Linked DNA regions of Mus musculus: regions 1, 2 and 3 are each linked to region 4. The links are chromatin contacts, called in public ChIA-PET and promoter capture Hi-C maps. All regions are on one chromosome and are shown on one strand. The core of a region is the stretch at or near the end of the contact, and the rest is flanking DNA. Distances in the headings are between cores, read along the strand shown.

What was found. Promoter capture Hi-C pulls out the DNA fragments that hold promoters and counts their contacts. ChIA-PET counts read pairs in DNA pulled down with a chosen protein or histone mark. Capture Hi-C pulls out chosen DNA fragments and counts their contacts.
Region 1: a promoter capture Hi-C map of neural stem cells shows a contact between it and region 4. The contact joins the enhancer-like site here to the promoter of Oga in region 4. A contact is called at or near these places in 5 of 39 promoter capture datasets (the SN4741 cell line, Sertoli cells, epiblast stem cells and 2 more), 2 of 484 Hi-C or Micro-C datasets (bone marrow-derived macrophages and cumulus cells), 11 of 115 datasets of contacts at active chromatin or transcription factors (T-cell acute lymphoblastic leukemia, acute myeloid leukemia, embryonic basal ganglia and 7 more) and 3 of 9 other capture datasets (adipose tissue, liver and pancreatic islet).
Region 2: a promoter capture Hi-C map of liver shows a contact between it and region 4. The contact joins the promoter of Poll here to the promoter of Oga in region 4. A contact is called at or near these places in 7 of 39 promoter capture datasets (the 3T3-L1 cell line, HPC-7-derived erythroid cells, fetal liver and 4 more), 1 of 15 datasets of contacts at CTCF or cohesin (the NIH/3T3 cell line), 3 of 484 Hi-C or Micro-C datasets (CD4 T cells, CD8 T cells and bone marrow-derived macrophages), 17 of 115 datasets of contacts at active chromatin or transcription factors (the 230-238 cell line, the SCID.adh cell line, bone marrow-derived macrophages and 12 more) and 4 of 9 other capture datasets (adipose tissue, liver, macrophages and 1 more).
Region 3: an RNA polymerase II ChIA-PET map of memory CD8 T cells shows a contact between it and region 4, with 130 read pairs. The contact joins the enhancer-like site here to the promoter of Oga in region 4. A contact is called at or near these places in 1 of 39 promoter capture datasets (pre-B cells), 2 of 115 datasets of contacts at active chromatin or transcription factors (effector CD8 T cells and memory CD8 T cells) and 2 of 9 other capture datasets (liver and pancreatic islet).

Annotation. Positions count from the first base shown.
Region 1 is chr19:45,936,375-45,939,074 of GRCm38.p6, reverse strand. It overlaps Armh3 (armadillo-like helical domain containing 3), which reads left to right. Exons shown (of 26, transcript NM_198296.2): 17 at 2,648-2,700. Among named protein-coding and RNA genes, the nearest start is that of 4930505N22Rik, 60 kb to the left of the region's middle. Within about 2 kb of position 1,349, at least 43 of the 459 cell types and tissues checked have an H3K27ac peak or open chromatin away from gene starts, as enhancers often do. A contact at or near this core is called in hippocampal neurons and neural stem cells, where this site is marked.
Region 2 is chr19:45,559,125-45,561,824 of GRCm38.p6, reverse strand. It overlaps Poll (polymerase (DNA directed), lambda), which reads left to right and starts at 1,261. Exons shown (of 9, transcript NM_020032.3): 1 at 1,261-1,339; 2 at 2,109-2,245. The coding sequence starts at 2,134. Dpcd (deleted in primary ciliary dyskinesia) reads right to left here and starts at 1,240. Exons shown (of 6, transcript NM_172639.3): 1 at 1,118-1,240. The coding sequence starts at 1,181.
Region 3 is chr19:45,629,737-45,632,436 of GRCm38.p6, reverse strand. It overlaps Fbxw4 (F-box and WD-40 domain protein 4), which reads left to right. Exons shown (of 9, transcript NM_013907.2): 5 at 1,478-1,572. Among named protein-coding and RNA genes, the nearest start is that of Fbxw4, 29 kb to the left of the region's middle. Within about 2 kb of position 1,271, at least 78 of the 459 cell types and tissues checked have an H3K27ac peak or open chromatin away from gene starts, as enhancers often do. A contact at or near this core is called in effector CD8 T cells, memory CD8 T cells and pre-B cells, where this site is marked.
Region 4 is chr19:45,782,219-45,784,931 of GRCm38.p6, reverse strand. Oga (O-GlcNAcase) reads left to right here and starts at 1,379. Exons shown (of 16, transcript NM_023799.4): 1 at 1,379-2,000. The coding sequence starts at 1,802.

The DNA.
Region 1 (2,700 bases), core at 100-2,599, 150 kb before region 4:
TGATACCAAGGGGAAGGCATGGCTGTGGTGCATGACTGTGGCAGCCTAAGGCATCTTTTTCTCAGTGTGTCTGCAGTCAGGAAGCAGAAAGAGATGAATGCTGGTGTTTATCAATTAGATGTAGTAAGAATTTGTTTTTTTTTTAAAAAAACACAGAAACATTATAAGGATATGTTTTTATTTTAATTTCAGGTGTGGGATTTTGGGCTGTTTCAGATTGTCCACAGCAGCTGACTATGATTTGCCTCGTGCACTAGCAGGGGTGTGATATTGACAGCTGCAGATAGTTTCTGCAAGTGTGTAGTGGTTGAATTCTGGGGCTCTTCAGGAGCTGTCTAAATGCTAGGGTCCCGAGAGGCATGTGGGCTGGTGGATGCTGTAGGTTGTGGTTTGTTCAGTAGTTGTTTGCAAAGAAGAAACAAGGAGAAATTAGATATCTTGACTTCAAAGACAAAATTTGCCCAAGGACAGCCCTAGTCAGCAGGAAGTGTAAGAATAATGACACTTCTTTTCCCCTGGATCCTTTTGTCTCTCTTGTCTAGTGTTAGGGGGTTGAAAGGTTGGAAGAAAAAAGAACCCACAAAGTAGCCAAAGTCTGGCTACATTTAGGCTTTCTCCCTTTTCTCTTTTTCTTTACCTGAGTCCTTAGCCCATAGAGTAGTACAGGACACATTTAGGATGGGTCTTTAATTCCTTAATTTAATTTCTTGGACGACACCCTCACAGACATAGGTGGAGGATGTCTTAGCAAGGATTGTCAGTGAAGATAAACTGCTGCTGCCTCCCCATGAGAAGGCTCTTCTGGCTGGGCTATCTAGATTCACATTTGTTGTTCATGGTGACACCCAAGCATGATAGGACTTGAGCTAGGCTAGAGCTAAATTTATAGCTTTAGCCTCTGCTTTCAGAATTCCCTGTCCTTGTCTTTGTCAAGGTAATCCGCAGGGGGCAGTGGTCTCCCCCAGGCTCCCGGTTTGTATTTTCTGTGGGAAGATGGGCTCTTTCCCCAAGGCTAGGGGAGGCCAGAGCTGGAAGCGCTGCTTGTTATCAGTGGGCCTTGTAGAATTGCTTTTCAAAAGTCTTTCAAAGAAAATCTTTACAGGAGTTGTTTTCATAGATTGTAACAGTTCCTAGTAATTGGAGTCTGCAGGCTCTCAGGCATGTCGGCTCTCAGGTCGGGGGTGGGACAGGCCACGGGATGCTTATTTCCAGTCCACTGTGGGAAGAGGTTGGTTTTTCCATCAGTCTTTAAAAGCCAGGGAGAGATGGGGTCTTGCCTGCTCTGCACTGCCAGTCTAGCAGTTGCTTCCCGTCGTGCTGAGCTCATTCCCAGCAGAGCGCAGGCCCGCCTTATTCCAAAGCCTCCTGTGGTTCTTGCACATGCATTGTCTTGCCCCTGTGAGAGCCTCCAAGCTGTCACAAACACAGCTGACTCCTCGGGCAGATGGAGAGGAAGGGAGAATAGGAAAGCAGATTCCTCGCAGTGTTTGTCTCAGATCCCTGGCTTTTAATCTTTTTTGAATTTAATTTTTTCAGAGATCTTTGACCAGTTAAGGGCATACTAGGAAACTATACTCAGTTCATGGCATAGGCAAGGGGTTGAGAGAAAAGCTCTAGGCTTATCACTTTAGCTCTCGAATTGACCTGAGAGTAGTTCATGAAAGTCCAAGGATTTGGACTGAGGCTATGTTTCAGTTGGGCAAGCACTTGGTTCAGTATCTGCCTCTGCATGAAACCACTGTGCCTAAACTCCCAGCACTCAGGGTGGAGGTGAAGGCAGGTGGGTCAGAAGTTCAAAGCTGTTCTTAGCTTCACAGGGAGTTGGAGGGGCCAGTCTAGTCTGGAGACCTTGTTTTAGGGTTTGTGGAAGGAGAGAGGAAGGATTCGTAGGATGCATTATTACAAATGTATGCATCCATGTTTGCTTGCATGCCTGCCTGCCTTTCTTCCCACCTTTCAGCTGGGTGGTGCTGGACACCTTAATCCCAGCACCCAGGAGGCGGATCTCTGTAAATTTGAGGCCAACCTGGTCTATGTGGTGAGTTCTAGAACAGCCAGGGCTACACAGTGAAACTACCTCAAAAGAATCAAAACCAAACCAAACCAAAAAACAAAACAAAACAAAACAAAACCCACCCTCATTAAATTTTCTTATCTTCCTTTGTCCTTCCTTCCCCACCTCCATCCCATATTTCTTCCTGCCTTTTAAATTTATTTATTTATTTATGTGTATGTTTGTGTGTATGAATGCATGTATATGCACATCTGTGTCTTGGCTTGCATATGGAAGTCAGAGGACAGCTTTGGATTGCAGCAATGTGGGTTGCAGGATCAAACTCAATTCATTCATCAAACATGGTGGGTGGCAAGTGCCTACCCATTGAGTGAGCATCTCACCAGCCCCTTTTATCCCGTCTTTCTTGGTTTTTCTGGTTTTTTTTTTTTTTTTTTTTTATTGTATTTCTATCTTCCCTCAGAGTCTCATATAGCCCACATTAGGATTAACTTGGCTATATAGTTCAGGATAACCTCACATTCGTGATCCTCCCGTCTCTACCTCCCAAATGCTGAAGATTGGGCATGTGCCACCATGCCCAGTTGAGTTTTAAATGCAGTTACCACATCTTGCTTTTTCTGTTTTTATTAGGATCAGTATGCCAATGCATTTTTACATGACGACAACATGAATTTTCGAGTAAA
Region 2 (2,700 bases), core at 12-2,511, 220 kb after region 4:
ATGCTGTAGGGTAGGAGCAAATGAAACCTGATTTTAATTTCTGTAAACTTCAGGCACCTGCCTGTGGATGTTTTAAAGCTAGCTGTTAGCTTTAAAGCCTCAGGAATTCAGACCTAAGGCACCCTGGCTGCCAGGTGGGTGGGTCTGTGAAAGACCTCAGGGGCACAGGGCACTTAAACTGGCCACTTGCAGGATGAGGAAAAGCTGACATCTCAAGCTCCTGTTCTTAGTCATTTAGACCTTAGCCCTTGCTCTATCTCCCCTAAAGATCAGGGGGCAATTTAAAATCCACATCATAAACAAAACATAGTTAGAAAACAAGGACCTGGGCTGGTGAGATGGCTCAACAGGTAAGAGCACCCGACTGCTCTTCTGAAGGTCCTGAGTTCAAATCCCGGCAACCACATGGTGGCTCACAACCATCCGTAACGAGATCTGACTCCCTCTTCTGGTGTGTCTGAAGACAGCTACAGTGTACTTACATATAATAAAAAAATAAATAAATCTTTAAAATAAAAAAAAGAAAGAAAAGAAAAAGAAAACAAGGACCTTAGAAACAACACTGGTAGCCCACCCACTTCATTTTATAATTGAAGAAAATGGGGTCCTAACAACTGAAGAGGTGAATCGATGTTAGAGTTGATCTAAAACCCTGGTGTCTCCTTTCTATGCCATTGGGGCTGCTGTCATCAATAGGACCCCCAAATTGAGCTGCATGGATCCCAGATGACGAATTATACCTGATTATCTGCAAAACCTGGGTTTGGTCTAAAACCTTCCTGGGTTTCAGTTTCCTCGTCAGTCAAATGGGGTGCAGAATTAGCCTCTTGGTACAGCCCTGAGGGACGATGATGAATGTAAAATGAATTATTGGGAAATACCAACAAAACTCTGAGCGGGGAGAGATGATATAAGGAACTCTTGAGGTGGGTGACCAAAGACTTGGGTTCCACTCGGGTCATCTCCCTGGGCCGGTTTCCTCTGCAAAAGCAGGAAGCTGGCATGGCTGTAGGCTGCTGCGACAGGTCCAGCTCTGCCCACCCAGGCTGAGGCCCTCCCTGGGGGAGCGGGCGCATAGAGCCCGCCCTGGGGGGAAGGACGAGGGGTCTCGAGTTACCATCCTGCAGCAGTGCCGTCTTCTCGGCCGACCGCAAAACCTCCAACCAGCTAGTCACCGCCATCTTCCCTCCGCCCAGGAACGCGCCGGGCCACTGCCATGGCAACTACCCGACCGATGATCACTTCCGGATGACCCGGGAAGTATTCTGGGAACTGATTTTTTTTTTTTTTTTTCCCCTCTACCCCTTCCTCCCCCAATCCGTTTTCATTGGCTCCCATGGTGAGTTTATTTCTCTTTGCCGGGAGATTCTAACCTACTTTGGACCGGTCCTGGGGCCGGGTGGGGTGGGGATGCTCCCAGAACTTTTAGGGATCCAGCACCAACTCTCTTCTGGCCCCAGCTGGGAGTCCCTGGTTCACACCAGCTGCTCACAGTGGATGTGGCACGTCTGCTTCGGTCTTGCCCACCTCCAGCTGTGAGGGCTCCCTACATCTGCTGCGGCTGCACTCCACCTCCCTGCAGCTGCGGGGCTCAGACCCGCGCGATGGGGCTGCTGCGACAGGGACAGGTGCGCAGCGTGCCCACAACTTTCCCTGAAGCCTCACTCCCCAGGTTTTCTTCTGCGAATGCACATTGAGGCTAGAGAAAGATGATGCGAGGTTTATGTGACATGTCCCTTAGACTCCAATTCGTTGGGGAGATGAAGACTCTCCTAAAGATGTAGTCCGGTTCCCAAACCCGTCATCATTTTGGAAAAGTCTCTTGGAAGGGGACGCAGAGGCTGACTCTGCGCTATATTCCTCCCCCCACCCCCACCCCATGTTGTTTCCTTTCGATCCACACCTCCCCTACACCCACAAGAATCCCAACCTTTCCCTGGCTTCCCTCAGTACGACTAGGGTTGAAAGGCTGGTATGTGTGTGTGGCACTCGGATTAAATCACTTAAGTTTAACTGGGGTTTCCGAGACCTCTGAGAAAGGGACCTGTTACCCCTAAACCCCACCTCTATGCCAAATTATTAAGGGCTGGCTCTCAATCCTTTAACAGAAAGGCCAGGATCCAGCGCCCTTCAATGGACCCTCAGGGCATCGTGAAGGCCTTTCCCAAGCGGAAGAAAAGTCATGCAGATCTATCTTCAAAAGCACTTGCAAAGATTCCCAAAAGGGAGGTGGGAGAAGCTAGAGGTGAGCCGGTCCACCCTCACACACTGGAACGTTCAGCCTTCTTGTTTTCAGCTAGAGTCAGATTAACAGAAGTGACCTAACCTGTGGCCAAGATCAGGTTGGCCTCAAACTCGAAAAGCAAAACAAAACAACAAAAAAGGAAGTTTGCTGAAAAAAACAAAACAAAACAAAAGCAAAAACAAAAACAAAAAACCCCTGGGGGGTATCGCTAGCAAGCAAGCCTTTAGCCTTTAATCCCAGCACTTGGGAAGCAGAGGCAGGCAGATTTCTGAGTTCGAGGCCAGCCTGGTCTACAGAGTGAGTTCCAGAACAGCCAGGGCTACACAGAGAAACCCTGTCTTGAAACTAACCACCCCCCCCCAAAAAAAGGAAGTTTGTTGTACGTTTGCGGTAGAATTCTTTGAAGGTATTTTGTTCTCTGGATGGCAGGAAAAGGAAGGGAGGTGGCTTCGAAC
Region 3 (2,700 bases), core at 22-2,521, 150 kb after region 4:
ATGTTTAGGCTGTCCTGGAGATTATGTAAATCAGGAGGGCCCTCTTCACCACACAAGCACGAACCTGACTCTGAGGGAGTTCAGAAAAGGCAAAGGTCTCTTCCAAGCTGGGCAGTCTAAAGGAAGAAACCAGAAGGGCATCTAGTTATTACCAAAGGGTTTGGCTGCTAAGGGCAAGGCAGATGCTAGAATCCTGGGCTTACAGGAAATACTGAGATATGTGCCCTCGTTGGTGGTTTTTTGTTGTTGTTGTTGTTGTTGTTTTTTTTTTTTTTTTTTTTGGTTCCCTTCTCATCCAGAATATTCTCGTTAAATTTCTTTTCTTAGTTTTGGGGAAAGTTCCCCCTACTCTTACCCCACCCCCACTGCATCATACCCACAAACTCTGAGAAACACTCTCTCCTTTTATAGGGAAGAGATACCATGTGATCCTAAGAAGGCAAGACCACCCCCATTCCATCACTGCCCCTTACACTGAAGGAATGTTTCCTTAAGTTCTTCCATCTAAGGTCCTGCCTGAGTGTGGTGTGTTCCCCTTATAGCTCTGCAGGGACCTTGAGAGGTCACTGATCCCTCTAGCTGCCGAGGGATCCCTCTGTGGCTGCTCTGGGGAGAGCCCTGTACATTGGAGGTTTCCCTTCTGTTTGGTTAGAGGCTTATGTCCCTGTGTGTGTGTCATCTGGGGTAGGGTGAGGTGCGGGGGAGCCTTGTGTTAATGGGAGATTTCTAAATGCACTGAGTGCTGAGAGGCTCGGGAGTGTTGATTAGAGTTAAGCCCAGAGTGCCTGCTAATGTGCATTCCTGACTGATAGGGCCCAGATAGTGGGCTCCAAGCAATATTTTTAACCTGTGGAGATATGGAAGCTTAAAAGAGTTAAGCTTTTCTGCTACTTTAGGTGACACTAGGTGCTAAAATTCCCTGCTGACGCGAATACCTTTGGATCCTGGGCATTATGAACAAACAAACAGCAACACCCCCTCTCACTTTGAAGTCTTGTTCCCATTCTCTCCTTGTTTTGCAGTTTTCTTCTTACTCCTCTAATAGTATACATGTCTCCCCCCCACACTGTGCCTTGGTCTTCCCGCAGCTCTCTATGTGCCTAAAGTAAAGTTTTGGTGAAAGATAGGAGAAGGGAAGAGTCACAAACAAGGAAGTTTCTGAGAGAGGCAGGAGGCTTCCATCTGCATTTCCTCAGTTGAATCTCACGCAGGGCTCTGTAACCTCTCATAGCCTGGGAGGAAGAGGGACTCGCAGGGTAAAGGTTGGTGGTTGGGGCAGGAAGTAAGGCCCGTCTCTGTGGCAGCTGAACGAGAAGCTGAAGAGGCCCCTCTGCTCAGACCCTGGCTCTCTCTGTCTTCAGGACAGAAAGGATTCTCTGTTCCCCAGTTCCTCAGTCTCACTCTTCCCACATGGTGTTGGCTTCTTCCTCCTCAGCCCAGGCAATGCCAACAAGCGCATTTCCTCTCCTGTTTCCAGGTATGGCCTCTGGCCTCGGGCCGGCTGGGGCAGTGCTTACACACCATCCAGACCGAAGACCGAGTCTGGTCCATTGCTATCAGCCCATTACTCAGGTAAGGGAGACGTGTTTGGTTTTTATCTCATTCAAGAATGGTTTCATTTTATTAGGTCAGATAAGCTAGAAGTTTTTTCACTAGTGTATTCTAGGTTGCTATGAACCACTCTCCTGGGGATTTAAACATTCTCCAGAGACTTTAAGTCTTTGGGTCTTTCACTATACTTTGGAATTGCGATAACCTTTCCTAAGCATCTGACCAGAAATGTTAAGAGAAAGCTACATACTGGCTATAGCTAAGGGCAGTGTTACCTTTCTGGAGCAGATGTCCTCTGGGGTTGCTCCAACGCAGAGGCTTCTCAGTATACCTGAGAGGCAAGGACAGCAGCTAGCCTGCTGTTGTGACTCACTTCTGCTTTGTTCCCTGAAAATGTCTTCTGGTGTATCCCTTACAGGCTCTGGGTATCAGGAGAGGAGGAGAGGTTTGGGGTCTGCCAACTGGGCCGCATCCATATATGGAGAGGAGCAGAAACAGTGGCAACTTTGTGGAAGGGCAGCTCAGTTTTATTATTTGATGTCTGTGGTAGTTCGCCGTGCATGCTCCTGTTCATGCGCCTGGTTCTCTGGAGACCAGAGAGGGTGCTGAATCTGGAACTGTAGCTACAGATGGTTTTGAGCCACTGTGTGGGTGTCAAGAATCAAACACAGGTTCTCTGGAAGAGCATCTCTCCCCATCTCTCCAGTCCACAACTCTTTAAAACAAACAAACAAACAAACAAACAAACAAACCCCTAAAACCAGAATCAAAATAAGTCTTGCTGTGTAGCTAGGGCTTGTCCAGAACTGATTATACAGCCCAGACTGGCCGTGAGCTAGAGCTTCCTGCCTCAGCTTCCCAATGGCCAGGATTACGCCAAAATGCAGTTATTTCTTCTGCTTTAACTAGCCAGGTGTGTTGGCTCATGCCTGTAATCCCTGTACCTGGGAGGCTGAGGCAGGAAACATTACCCATGTATTTAAGGCCAGTTTGGGCTATAAGCATCAGCCAGCCTAGGACACAGAGTAAGACCCTGACTCAAAAACAAAGCAAAGTATGCAAAATAAAAATAAAAAGTAAAACTGGCCAGGTAGTAAGTGGTGCACACCTTTGATCCCTGCACTCAGGAGGCAGCAGCAGGCAGATCTC
Region 4 (2,713 bases), core at 130-2,629:
AGGCCATCTTCTGCTACATATGCAGCTAGAGACACGCGCTCTGGGGGTACTGGTTAGTTCATATTGTTGTTCCACCTATAGGGTTGCAGACCCCTTCAGCTCCTTGGGTGCTTTCTCTAGCTTCTCCATTGGGGGCCCTGTGTTCCATTTTATAGACTGTAAGCATCCACTTCTGTATTTGCCAGGCACTGGCATAGCCTCATACAAGAGACAGCTATAACAGGGTTCCTTCAGCAAAATCTTTCTGGCATATGCAATAGTTTGACTACTTTCTTAACATTGAACATGAGAGGTTTGTTCCCAAACAGGGCAGATTTTTTTTTTTTTTTTTTTTTTTTAGTCTTTTTGAGACAGGGTTTCTCTGTATAGCCCTGGCTATCCTGGAACTCACTTTGTAGACCAGGCTGGCCTGGAACTCAGAAATCCGCCTGCCTCTGCCTCCCAAGCGCTGGGATTAAAGGTGCGCCACCATCGCCTGGCTGGCAGATCCCTTAAGGAACCAAAATGTCAAGTGTACTCTGAGGCAAGCCCTTAGAGTACAGGAGGCAAGCCCTTAGAGGCAGGGTTTCCTTGGAAATGCTGATGCTAAGGCTAAAAGGGTCATGTCCCTTACGCACACCGCACACTCTCCATCGCCATAACAAACTCGCCTTCCACTCTCTTCTACTTTTATTAGACGTTTGTTTTCCCTGTGCTTGGAATGCAGTCTTTCTTCTCCATACGTAGTCTGGTGAATTTCATACCACAGCCTCTCCCAAAACAAACGTAGGGCTCAATCAGGCAGAGACGTAACAGCAGGTTTTAACCATATTATGAGGTCATAATGGTCCCAACAGCCCAGGATGAGGCAAACTCAATAAAACAGTTGACTGCTCAATTTAAAACACGGTTAACTCCGAAGACAGGATAGAAGAAACAATGAGTCAGGACAGAGGCGTGAGCTGAGCTCCTTGGCATGGTGTCTTCACAGAAGCAGACGTGGGTCAGGCAGCCCCGATGAGCCAAACTGGTACAACAATCTCCAAAGTAGGTCAGTGTCTCCTACCACTTTAAGAACTAGAAGTATCGTCCCGGCGCCTGCGCATTGAGAGGGTAAACACCTCCTTTCCGCCCCCCCCCCCCCCCTTCCTCCCAAACTCCCCGGCCGGCCGCATTCTCCCATGTTCCCCTCCTCCGGGTGGGGTAATGGTCCGACCCAGAGTGTGGCGCTCATCCCGGAGGGTGGCGAGCCAAAATGGTACGTCCCACCGCCGCACACCTCCGCGGTGTTCACGGCGCCCTTTGTCCTTTTTCTCCCCTAGCAAATAAAGCGCAATGGGCTTATCCCAAGGAAAGGCGGGGGAGCCGGGCTGGGGACCGGTCTGAGCCGGTCTGTAGCGCAGGCGCAGTGCGGATAAACAGGAAGCGGGCGGCAGAGGCAGCGGCAGGAGCTGCTTAGGGACTCCGGTGGGGGAAGAGAGCCGGAGACGCCGGGCTGTCCGGAGGGCGGCGGGCGTGGAGGACGAGCGAAGGCGCCTCCTCGGTCCTCCTTCCGTGGAGACGCGGCGGCTGCCTCGCCCTCCGCTTAGGCTCCCGGCTCCCAGCGCGGGGCGAGGCAGCGGCTGACAAAGGGCTCGAGCCGGTGCCGCCGCCCTTCTCATCCGGGCACTCCGGGCCCCCGCCGAGAGGAAGGGGGAAGGGCGGAGGGGGAGGGGAAGGAGCCCCGGAGGCGCGCGTTCGGAGCCGCGGCCCCTTTGCAGGGCTCCGGGCCTTTGGCCCAACGGACCGAGGCCGAAGGGGAGCGGTGGCCGGCGGCAGGAGGATGGTGCAGAAGGAGAGCCAGGCGGCGCTGGAGGAGCGGGAGAGCGAGCGCAACGCCAACCCTGCCGCCGCCTCGGGGGCTTCGTTGGAGCAGTCGGTAGCTCCCGCCCCCGGAGAAGATAACCCATCGGGAGCCGGGGCTGCGGCCGTGGTCGGGGCGGCCGGAGGGGCCCGCAGGTTCCTGTGCGGTGTCGTGGAAGGTGAGTTGGCCTTCCAGTCCCGCGTAGGTGTTCAGCCTCCGTCCCCGGGAGGGGCGTGCTGGTGACTTTTCCCGCAGTTCCCCGCCCCCAGGACGGGAGGCGTCCGTCATTGCTCACACGGGGTTACGGGGAGGAGACAGACGGTGGGCACACTTCTTTACCCTCCGCTATGTCACGGCTTCGGCGACTCCGGGCTATGGAGGAGCCTGACCCCACCCTCCTCTGGCTTAGAGCCACACAGATTTGTCGGAGGAGGAGGCGGTGGCAAGGAAGGAGCCTGTGGTCCGGCTGTGGGCTTCACTTCTTTGTACCTTGGGATCTTAGTCCGCAGAGATGCCTGCTTTCAGTTGAAATTTGTGCAGCGCTCCCATCCCCCGCCCCTATCCTTGTAAGGGGAAAAAAAATCAGCCCTCACAGGCACGTTTTTACCCGTGAAGGAGCGCAGTCAGCTTATTATATTACAGATTCCTTCAGGCTTAGGAAATTGTTTTGTTTTTATTTTTATTTATTTATTTTTGTTAGCCTGTAAGCCTCCTTCACCTCTTAAGACTCACTTGTAGCCCAGAAAAGTATCATCCTTTAACAATTGCTGTTTTTTTGACTTGGGAGTGTGTGTAAATACCAGTATATCATATCTCAGAGCATCTGTTATGTGGAGTTAGAATTCAGTGAAAGTCTTAATTTCTGTCTTCTCATTTACAGTTGAAAAGGAC